Linked DNA regions of Ovis aries: region 1 is linked to region 2. A link is a contact called in public Hi-C data. All regions are on one chromosome and are shown on one strand. Each heading gives the region's core, a stretch centred on a gene start, on an enhancer-like site or on the middle of the called end of the contact. The rest is flanking DNA. Distances are from core to core; before and after follow the strand shown. Region 1 has its middle 17 kb from the start of SERINC2. Region 2 holds the start of TINAGL1 (tubulointerstitial nephritis antigen like 1).

Region 1 (5,855 bases), core at 2,989-5,488, 90 kb after region 2:
TGAAGATTTTAAATGCAGCATCAGAGAGAATCGGAAGTTCTGGTCAGTGAAATAAAAAGTTGATGCATTTTTTTTTTCAAAGAAAGGATGTTTTCTTAACAGCACTGAGAGTGGCTCCGGCAGTGGGTGTCCTTCACTCGGAGTCACCTTCTCAGCAAGGCTGCTGGGACTCAATCACCTTACTTTCTTCATGACACGTATTACTACCTGAAATTATCTTATTCCCTTATCTGTTCACTAGTGTCCTTTTTAAATGCATTTAATGTATCTATCTATCTATCTATTTGGTTGCACCTGGTCTTAGTTGCAGCATATGGGACCTAGTTCCCTGACCAGGGATCAAACCCAGGCCCCCTACATCGGGAGCTTGGAGTCTTAGCCACTGGACCACCAGGGAAGTCCCCTTCACTTGTGTCTTATTGGCCTGCTTATAAAACTAGCCATGAGGCAGTTTAAGCCCTAGGACAAGAGGAACTGCTGGCACCTAGCACACAGCTCCCCTTACCAAACCTTCATGGACTGTGTGCCAGGCAGAGTCCTGGTTCCTCAGAGCATAGCAGTGAATAAAAAGACAAAAACCTTTACACGTCACTGGGGAATGTATGAAGGAAAGGATGAATGAACTGGATGAATGAATGAATTTACCTCCTGTTGTTAGACATTTAGGTCAGTGCACCTTAAACTTTCCCCTGACTTACCTCTCAGGAAATTTCTTTAAATTCTTGCATTTGATCACTCAAATAAAAGTAAAGTTTGTATTCTATGCAGAGTGACCAACTTGTCCTGTTTTGCTTGGGACTTTTCTGGTTTTCCCACTGAAAGTCTCATGTCCCAGGAAAACCTTTAGTTCTGGGCAAACTGGGACAGCTGGTCACCCTAATTCTTCACCGTATTATATTCATGATTTTTTTTAAAAAAAAAACAGCTTTGTTGAAATATATTCCACATACCGTAAAATCCACATGTTTTAAAGTGACAAACCAGTGGGTTTTAGCACAATCGCAAGGTTGTACAATCACCACCACTATCTAACCCCAGAACATTTTCAGCACCCCCAAAAGAAATCTTGTACCCAAGAGTCCTTCCATTTCCCTGCTGCTTTTGGCCATTTGTGGACAACACCTCCTCCTGGATAATGCCCAGGCTCACCTGCCCACTGCCTGGAATCACTGATGGATTCAGGGATGGAATCTGTGAATTCCATCACAGTCTGATGGAATCACTAGTTCTTGGGGTCACCTTCCTGGGCACACAACCTCTGAAGAAGAACCTCCTGGTTAGGAAGGGCTTCTCAATTGGTTTAATGCTCTGCTGTCGCCACTTTGAAATTCTGATTGAGCTTTTTAACAAAGGGTCTCACATGTTTATTTTGCACCGGGACCTGTCCATTATGTAGTCTGTCTTGCTTGTTTACCTTCCGCCTCTCACACAGGTTAATTTACTCCTTGACCTCAGAATCTGTCCTACCCTCTCTGTGCCCTAGTGCCTGGTGGAAGCTGAATGAATGACTACTCAAAATGCATGAATAAAATCAATGAATCACGGGGAGAAAGGAAGGAAGGGGGAAAGAAAAAGAAGAAGAGAGAAAGAAAGGAGGGAAGGAACGAAGAAAGAAATTCACCTATTACAATCCTTGAGGAATAAGGTAGGAGGAATTTTCAGTGTAAACAGAAATCGAAAGAACATTCCAAGCGAGGGGACAGCGTGGGCAAAGGCAGCCATGGGTGAAAATTTCCAGAGGGCAAGAAGGACCAGGAGGCCCTGGGAAATGTGGTTGCACTGGTCTCAGCTGAACCCCAGGATTCCGAGGGGAAGAGAGACAGGCAATGGCTGCTCTCTGAAAGACGCTCTTTCCCTGACTGGGGGCAGGGAGAAAGCCCTGGAATCCAGAAGAGGGGTGCTAAATAGTGCCTCCAGAGGGGCCTCTCCTGTCATGGGTGGTTGGAGAGGTCAGGCCAGGAAGTCGGGGGGAGCGGGTGAGGACAGCGTGGCTCAAATCTAGGCCATCAAGGCTCAGTGATCTTAATGACTCCAATTGAAACGCCTTTGCCACCGCTGGGACAGACGTCAGGGCTTTGACTCAGGGCTCTGCACGTCCTGCCTGGTGCCCTAGCAGCAACAAGGCTTCTCAGGGCCTCAGGCCCCCCACTCCAGCCCACCCTTGGCAGCTAGATAGTCCTCAGGGTCCCAGGACTAGTGAGAGATTAGAAGAAGCCTTGGCGGTGGGGGTCCCAGCTGCCTGCAGGGACAGGAGATAATGACCTCTTGGGGTTTATGGGCATAGCACTTGGCCCTGCCAAGCTCAAGAGAAGAGGCCAGATGGCTGCAACCCGCCTCCGCTGCATGGAGTTTAGTATTGCCAATCTGGGTCCGTCTACTCCTCCCCTCACCTCCTGACCTCCCAGCCACAGTGACTTTCTTTCTGGCCCTTGATGAGTCAAGTTCATTCTCGCCTCAGAGCCTTTGCACTTGCCATTCTCTCTGCCTGGAATGTTCATCCCCCAGATCCAGGCTTGCCTGCTTCTTACCATTAGTGGGGTCTTGCCTCAAACTCCACCTCCTCACTTGGGAATGCTGGAAGGGTCCATTCTGGCTGGACCCATGGCCAGCCCTTCTCCACTCCATGACCTTATTTAATTTTCAGACTGCCAGGTTCAGAATCCTACCCCCTATTATCTACTAGCTGGAGCAAGTTCTGAACCTCTCTACTTCTTTTTCCTTACCTATAAAATGGGGATAATAGTAACACTTATGTCATTATGTTGTTGGGAGGAGGGAGATGGCACAGGCACGCAGCAGGATTCCATAAATGGTAGCCCTTTTGACCATGACTGTCTGCCCGCCCCAACTCCCCCTGAGAGGAGAGCCTGTGTCTGGCTTGCTCATAGCTGCAACCCCAGGGCCCAGAACCATGCTTTGTACAGAAAAGCCATTTCAGTAGGTTTTGATGTAACTGATCTCTTTGTTTCTCTCTGAATATTTTTCCCTTTTTCTATTCTCCCCACTCCCCATGCAAGAGAGGCTGTTAAGCAGACTGAAGGCCTCCCAAGGCTAGAACGAGAGGAAGGATGGACAGAGTGATGATAGCAGAGATATCGTGGGTGCTGAGAGGCCCCTGCAAGAGCCCAAAGGAGGACCTGCCAGAAGGACCCCCAGTGTGGCCCAACTCAGCAGAACGATTCTTACGCCCTCCACAGAAGAAGCAGAGAGGGATGTTGGCCCCCAAAGGCACCAAGGCAACCCATGCAGACTCAAGGCTGGGAGACCCAGAGGCCTACCCAAGCCTTAGCTCTCTGTACACTCCTCTCCCCAACACCAACTCAGACACAGAGAAAGAGAAAGTTCCACTTCTCACACCCTTGAGTCCTGGCCTGGCAACCATACCTGGCCCTCAGCTAGGAAGTTGCGTCATTGTGGCTCACTGACCTCTCTGCGTCTCAGTCTGTCATCTGTAAGGGGGAGGCAGTTTCTCCCAGATGCTATTCAGTTTTCAGGCTTGATAAAAAGCATGGAAGAACTTTATGTGCTATCTCATCTAAGCCTCTCAAAACCCCTGAGAGATAAGAACTACTATATTATCTGCCTGAGAGATAAGGAAACTAAGGCCCAAAAAGACTTGCAACAAAACAAACCTGGTCTGGGGTTGAGTGGCTGGTCTGACTGGAATCCACCTCACCTCACCCCAGGCCCACCCTGGGTAAGCAGAGAGTGACAATGTTTCCTAAACCACAAAGACCTGTGCTAGTGACAGGAGGCAGCAGGGCAGGGCAGGGGGGCGGGGCGGGCCGAACAGAACAGGAAAGAAGCAGAGTGTGACTCAGCCCTGGCCAGTGTGTTGCAGGGAGACGTGCAATGTCATGCCACTTGGGGGGTGTGGCGCAGCACAGCCTGGTCTGAGTGGTCAGCAAAAGGGCAGAGAAGCCTCGCCCCCTCCAGGCCCCTGTCAGCTGTCCAGGGAAGGCACCTGACTGGTTTCAGGAAGCCCGGATCAAGTGCCAGCTCTGCCTCTGGCACTCAGAGTGACCTCTGCAAGTCCCTCTCCTCCCAGGGCCTCAGTTTTCCCGCTGGGCCCAAGTACAAGAACCTTGGCTGGAGGCTCAGTGGACAGCTATCCTAGTTGGGCTCTCTATTGCCCCCTAGTGGGCAAACTGATGCATGCTTCCCTCAGTTCCCAGGTGAGAACCTGCAGAATCGCCCCTCCCCAGTCTTGATCCCCGACCCTGAGTAGGTAGAGGCGGCACCCACAAGTATCACTGTCAAGCCTCAGAGGAAGGGAAAGGTCCCAAGGAGATCTGGATGGGGTAGAATTCCCATGCCCTGGTTCTGCTCCTCAATCGCTGTGTGAGCTTGTGCTCACCTTCCTCTCTCTGGGCCCGCTTCTCTAAGGACGGCAGTTACAGGATGAAGCCTGATCTGGAAAGCATAAGGCTTGGTTTCCATCCTTCTAAGGAGCTGTGTGGGTGTCTGCTAAGTCGCTTCAGTCGTGTCTGACTCTTTGTGACCCTGTGGACCACAGCCCACCAGGCTCCTCTGTCCCTGGGGTTCTCCGTGCTAGAATACTGCAGTAGGTTGCCATGCCCTCTTCCAGGGGGTTTTCCTGATCCAGGGATTGAACCCTATTGAACCCGTGTTTCTTATGTCTCCTGCATTGGCAGGCGGGCTCTTTAGCACCAGCGTCACCTGGGAAACTCTTAATGAGCCATGTGAGCTCAGGCAATTTCCCGCACTTCCCTGGGTTTCAGTTTCCTCATCTGCACAACAAGCTGATGGAACCAAACGGTCTCAGGACCTCTCTGGCTGACATTTAGGAATCTAAGTGGGAAATATGTGTTTAGGGAGATTAAGAGGAGGTGCAAGAGGCCCCAAGGAGAGCTTCCTTGAAAGAAGGACTAAGTCAAAATTATCTCCCAGGGCTTATAGAGTCTGCTAAGCTGCTGCTAAGTCACTTCAGTCGTGTCCGACTCTGTGCGACCCCATAGACGGCAGCCCACCAGGCTCTCCTGTCCCTGGGATTCTCCAGGCAAGAACACAGGAGTGGCTTGCCATTTCCTTCTCCAATGCATGAAAGTGAAAAGTGAAAGTGAAGCCACTCAGTCGTGTCTGACTCTTCACGACCCCATGGACTGAAGCCTACCAGGCTCCTCCGTCCATGGGATTTCCCAGGTAAGAGTACTGGAGTGGGTTCCCATTGCCTTCTCCAATATAGAGCGTCACATGGCATTGAATATATATTCAAGTTTTTCAATCTGGTATATTTACTGAAAAAACCCTCACCTAGGACCAGACCCTGTACTGGTCACTGGTCATACGATAGCATACAAGACAGACACAATCCTTGCGCTTGAGGAAAAATTCACAGTCAAGTCAGGGGCACTGATTAGTAAACAAACATTCACACTCTTGTCTGAACAGGAACGATAAGATTATGGACAAGTCATAGCCGTAGCAGTGTTGGAAAATGAAACATCAGAAGGGAGGTAACATGTGAGTAGGGTTTTGAAAGGTGAGGATGAGTAAAACAGGTGCTAAATTCTTCTAAAATTAAACAGTTTTTCCTGTCACGTTGACTTGTGCAAAGATAGTGATCTTAGTGAAAATTCTGCTTTTACCTGGGAAAGAGGGACAAGCAAGTTGTTGATGGAGACAGAAAAATCTAAAAAAAAGGGCTTCTTCTCTGGGTGCCTAAGTTGAAAAGAGGTATCAACAGACTGTGACAAGTGAAGTGAGTCTCGGACACAGAGTGGGATGCAGAGAGGGGCTGAGGTCAAGGGGCAGAGATGTCTGGTGAGCCTTAATAATAAAAAGAAAACTCATATTTTGATATGAAGGACTCAAAATGGCCAAGCCAAACTAGC
Region 2 (5,748 bases), core at 2,567-5,066:
AAAGGCATTAAAGTTGAGCAATAAGATGTTTTGAGAAAGAGAGAGACCACATTCACATAACTTTCATTACAGTGTGTAATTATAATTGCTTTATTTAGTTGGTATTAATCTACTGTTCTTATTTTATAAAATGAACTTTAGCTTAGGTATGTATGTATATGGAAAAACACAGCACCCTCTGTAGTTTCAGGCGTCCACTGGGGGTCTTGGAACCTATCACCCCCTTGGATAAGGGAGACTACTGTATTCAAAAACATGTAACGGTGACCTCTACCACATATAGACACTTGATCATTTAAAAAAACATTAAAAAGGGGGAAACATTAACTCAACATAAATGCCAAATAAAGGTCATTTTAAAAACTGAGTGATATCACAAATGTTTGTTGATTTGTGGCAAAAACCATCACAGTATTATAATTATCCCCCAACAAAGTAAATAAATTAATTTTAAAAATAATAATAAATAGATAAACAATAAGGTCCTACTGCATAGCACAGGGAACTGTATTCATTATAATATAATGAAAAGTGGTATGTATATGTACAACTGAATCACTTGGCTGTACACCAGAAACTAACACAACATTGTAAATACTCTATACTTAAATAAATAAGTAAAAATAAATAAAAGACAAAAAATAAAAGAGTCTTGACAATTTTAAATACAGTATTAATTGCCCTTGATCTTTGTTTTCATGATAAATATTCCTGGTGTGGAAGAACTGATTTCATTTGCACTGATGTTGGTTGAATTGAGTGTCTTGCCTCATGTTGGGTATTAGGTACATGTTTCTTCCTATAACTTTCCTGTTTTTAAGGATGCACTATTTTGCTTTACAAAGAACTATAGCCTAGAGCAAATATTCAAACACTGGAAAATATCAGCTGACATAATTGGGTTCAGTACAGTTCAGTTCAGTTGGCCAGTCATGTCTGACTCTTTGCAACCCCATAATTGGGTAGTATTAGAATAACATGGCGGAATTACCAAATTAGGGACTTCTTCCCAGATAGCTCAGTTGGTAAAGAATCAGCCTGCAATGCAGGAGACCCTGGTTTGATTCCTGGGTTGGGAAGATCCGCTGGAGAAGAGATAGGCTACCCACTTCAGTATTCTGGCCTGGAGAATTCCATGGATGTCGCAAAGAGTTGGACACGACTGAATGACTTTCACTTCACTTTGCTTCTAAAACTTATTTGTTGGAACACTAATCATAGGATTTGAATAAAGCTTACTCATATAATATATATATAAACATAAATATTCATTTTATTTGCAAGAATGGCTCACAGATTAGCAGCAGACAGGTCCACAAACACATACTTATAACATGGCAAAAGCTACGTGCAAAACTGATGACATCACCAGTTCTCTCCTACATGCTCCTGTTCCAGATCCCAGAAATGTTGATCTTGACCTTTGACTCTGAGTGTCAGTATTCCCTGCTCTAACTTTTAACAAGTCAGTGACAGTGAAGTCGCTCAGTCGTGTCCAACTCTTTGCAACCCCATGGACTGTAGCTACCAGGCTCCTCCGTCCACGGGATTTTCCAGGCAAGAATATTGGAGTGGGTTGCCATTTCCTTCTCCAGGAGATCTTCCCAACCCAGAGACTGAACCCGAGTCTCCCGCATTGTAGGCAGATGCTTTACTCTCTGAGCCACCAGGGAAGTCTGACATGTCAGTGGGTTCCTTCAAACAAGAAACTTCTGTATGTTGATTGCTAAGCTTTGATTTCCACAGAATAGTCATAGATTTTCCTACCACCAGCAGTTAGTATCATACAACCCAAGAGAGGAGAGAGTTTCCAGGAGGGAGGGGACAGCTGTGTGAGTCAGATGGGTGCTGATCAAGGCTGTGAACTGCCTGAGGGAAGGTCAGTGGCATGCACCTCCTACTAGAAAGTCCTGCTCTGACCTCTGGACATTCTACACAGATAGCTGGGCTGGGGCGTTGGTAGGCTCCACCTGTTCTGGACTGCCCACACCTTCCACAGCCTCCGAGCCTTTGCAGAGCTGTTCCTTCTTCCTGGAGCATCTTTCCCGAACTGCCCCAGTCACTGGGTCTCTCTTCAAACGTCACCTCCCACCACCCTCTCCAGTCACTCTCCTTTAATTCCTTCTCACCATCCTCCAGAGTCTAGCATTGCTTTATTTATTTGTTTGGTTCCTGTCCTCCCCCTTCCTCACCTCCACCCTCCATGGAATGTCAGGTCTACAAGAGCAATCATCTCTGCTCAATTCCCAGACTCTAGAACAGTGCCTGGCACAGAGGAGGTGTTCAGTGAATACTATTGACTCCATGGAGTAGACAGGTTCAGACAGCTTTTTAAAGCCACCTCTCTGGATTTCTCTCTCGTTTCTCGTTTGTCAAAGGGGGAAGGGAACTCCTCTGCAGCCCTTTTCAAAAAGGCATTGTTAGTCCCATAAACCGAATCCTTAGATGAGCAAACGCCTTGTTGGTTTCTGGTCAGCTGCAGCACTGATTGTGGCCAGTGGGTGGAAGCAAATCACTGTGGCTGAACAACGACAAAGCCTGGGCCACTTGGTGCTCAGAACACCTGAAATTTAATCTCCCAACAGCCAAGCCCGTTATATATATTATATATATATATATATATATATGTATATTTGAGAAGCACACACACACACACACACACACACACACACATATATATACATATATATATATTTGAGAAGCAAGACTTTCTTAAACATAGTGTGCTCACCCCTGCAGCCCTAAAGGAAAAACACTGAACTGCTTTGAAGTCAAATCTCAGTTCTGCCATTTACCAGCCAGGTGACCCGCAGGTTCACGTCTCTAAAGAGGGGGTGTTATTTGCTCACTGGGTCATTATGAGTCTCCAGCAGGTAAAGGCTGTGGAAGGCAGCATGTGGGCTCAGGAAAAGGCTTTGAGGACTGCAGGAGGAGCCTGGACCTGCAGAGAGTCCCCCTCAGGAGCACCTCATTCTCTAAGCTGTCTCCACCTGCCTCGCTCTCTTCCTCCCCAGTGACCCCCACTCATTCTGCACCCACAGAGCAGGTGCCCACGTGCTGAATACAAAACACACTGCATGGCGGGGTTCACTCTACATGGACCCCCACAAACCTTGAGTGTGCACCTGCGCTGGCATTGCCACCCATTTCACTGGCCCATTCATCCTTCCACACTTCTTGTCCCTTTTCCACTCCGCCCCTCTCCTGAGAACACCAGGACCTTCTGCCTCCTCGTTCCCACCATGTTCTTGCTTCTTATTCCGCTAAGAAAGAAACAGTAGAGTTCCATGTTCTCCCAGTGACCTGCCTGTCCCTGTGGAGGCACTGGAGGAGTTCCCATCTGGGCGCACCCCACCTCAGTTCCCCAACCCCGCCCCAGAGCACAGGACGCCAACCGCTCCCACCAACCCAAGGACGTTGCTTTGCCACTGTCGCCTCTCTTTCTGCGTCTTAGTTATCTTGCCTTCTGTCAGTCATCCCTGTGAGCCTACAAACAAGCTGTAATATCTCTCATCTTAAACCTTCCTTGACCTACACAGGCGCCTCTTCCAGCAACTCTCCCATTTCCTGCTCCTCTTACAGCACAACTAACTTCCTGGAAGAGGTGCCCACACCCCATCCTCTCTGGACCCCACTTCCACCAACCTTCCTAGGCGTTAAAACCCGCTGGTTAAGATCACCGATGACCTCCGCTCTCCGACGTCGTTCTCAGCCCTCACCTCACCCACTCTGGGGGGAGTCCTGGGCACAGAGCTGTGGGCTGCCGTCCTGGAATATTTCTCCTCTCAGTTCCCAGGACTTGTGTCATCCCTCTGCTTATTTACTTCCTGGCTGAGCTGGCAAGCCCCAGGGATGGAAAGTCCAACCAGTGTGGACCGCGCCCCATGGACGGTCATATCTGCCCTCCCGACCTCTGCCCTTCCGACCTCTGCCCTGAAATCTGATGCTTGTACCTGACTCCATTTGGATGTTGGATCGGCTTTTCATACGTGCCTTTTCCAAAACAGAACTCTCCATTTTAATCCCTCCTAACCCGCTTCTCCTCCTGCCCTGCATCCCCATCTGTATACCACAGCCACAGCCCAAAGCCCTGGAGTTGTCCTGGACTCCTCTCTTTGCCTCTTACCCACCTCTGACCCCTTCAGAAAGTTCTCTGCTCTTGACCTTTGCAGTCCATGCTGAACCTGGTGCAGCTCACCACCTGTACTGTGACCACTGTCATTTCCCAGGACTGGCAGGAGCCCCTTAACTTCTCTCTGCATCCTGTCACACTATTCACCTGCCCAAACCTGCCAGGGCCTCCCCAGCCCCTTCCCCACCTTTTTTGCCTCAGAGCTAAGTCAGATCCCTGACCCACCTGAAGCTTGATGAGATCAGCCCCCAATCCTCCTCCTGCCTCAACTCCCAACACCTCCCCTCACTCACTCTGCTCACCCACACGGGCTTCTTGCCTGTGAGGGAACACTGTCTGTCCCTGGCCTTGGACTTGCTGTTTCCAATGCCTGGAACTCTCTGACTCAGGTAAGCACAAGCTCCCTTCAGGTCTCTGCTCACCTGCTATGTCCTCGGAGAGGCCTCCCCAGACCCCTCTATCTAAAATAGCACTGTCTTTTATCACTCACTGGCCCCTTGCTTGCTTTATTTTTCTTCACAGCCCTTATTGCTTCCACTTCATTTTATTAGATTTAGGGGTTTGTTTATGCTCTTTTTCCAACTAAAAAGTTAGCTCCATGAGCTTAGATTCTTGTCCATCATGTGTCACCTGTACCTAGAACAGTGCCAGGCAAGGTCTAGGCTCTTGCATTTTATTTTATGGATGGATGAATGAGTAGATAGATCAATGGGTGAATGGATGGATGGATAGATGGATTGGTGGAAGGGTGGATAGATGGATGGATGGATAGATAGGTGGATAGATGGATAGATAGGTGGATGGATGGATAGATGCATAGATGGGTGGATGGACAGATGGGTGGACGGATGGATGGATCGATAGGTGGATAGATGGATAGATAGGTGGATGGATGGATAGATGCATAGATGGGTGGATGGACAGATGGGTGGACGGATGGATGGATAGATGGGTGGATGGATGGAGAGATGGTTGGATGGATGGGTGGGTGGGTGGATGGATGGATAGATGGGTAAATGGATAGATAAATGGATGGATAGATGGATGGATGGGTGGATGGAGGGATGGATAGATGAATGGATAGATAGATAGATGGATAAATGAATGGATGGAAGGGTGGATGGATGAATAGATAGGTGGGTGGATGGATAGATGAATCAATGGATGGGTGGATGGATGATGGCTAGATGGGTGGGTGGATGGATAGATGGGTGGATGGGTGGATGGATGGATAGGTGGATGGATAAATGAATGGATAGAAGGGTGGATGGATGAATAGATGGGTGGGTGGATGGATGGATGGATAGATGGGTGGGTGGATGGATGGATAGATGGGTGGGTGGATGGATGGATGGATGGATAGATGGGTGGGTGGATGGATGGGTGGATAGATGGGTGGATGGATAGATGAATGAATGGATGGGTGGATGGGTGGATGGATGGATGGGTGGATGGAAGGATAGATGGGTGGGTGGATGGATGGGTGGATAGATGGGTGGATGAATAGATGAATGAATGGATGGGTGGATGGATAGATGAATGAATGGATGGGTGGATGGATGGATGGGTGGATGGATGGATGAATGAATGGATGGGTGGATGGATGGATGGGTGGA

The links. A called contact is a pair of places that touch in the nucleus more often than the background predicts.
Region 1: a contact with region 2 is called in a Hi-C map of muscle, with 3 times the contacts expected there. The contact joins the enhancer-like site here to the promoter of TINAGL1 in region 2. A contact is called at or near these places in 3 of 16 Hi-C or Micro-C datasets (liver, muscle and tail adipose tissue).

The regions. Positions count from the first base shown.
Region 1 is chr2:236,011,598-236,017,452 of ARS-UI_Ramb_v3.0, forward strand. No RefSeq gene overlaps it. Among named protein-coding and RNA genes, the nearest start is that of SERINC2, 17 kb to the left of the region's middle. Within about 2 kb of position 4,239, at least 25 of the 54 cell types and tissues checked have an H3K27ac peak or open chromatin away from gene starts, as enhancers often do. A contact at or near this core is called in liver and muscle, where this site is marked.
Region 2 is chr2:235,922,346-235,928,093 of ARS-UI_Ramb_v3.0, forward strand. TINAGL1 (tubulointerstitial nephritis antigen like 1) reads right to left here and starts at 3,817. Exons shown (of 13, transcript XM_042245024.1): 1 at 3,646-3,817.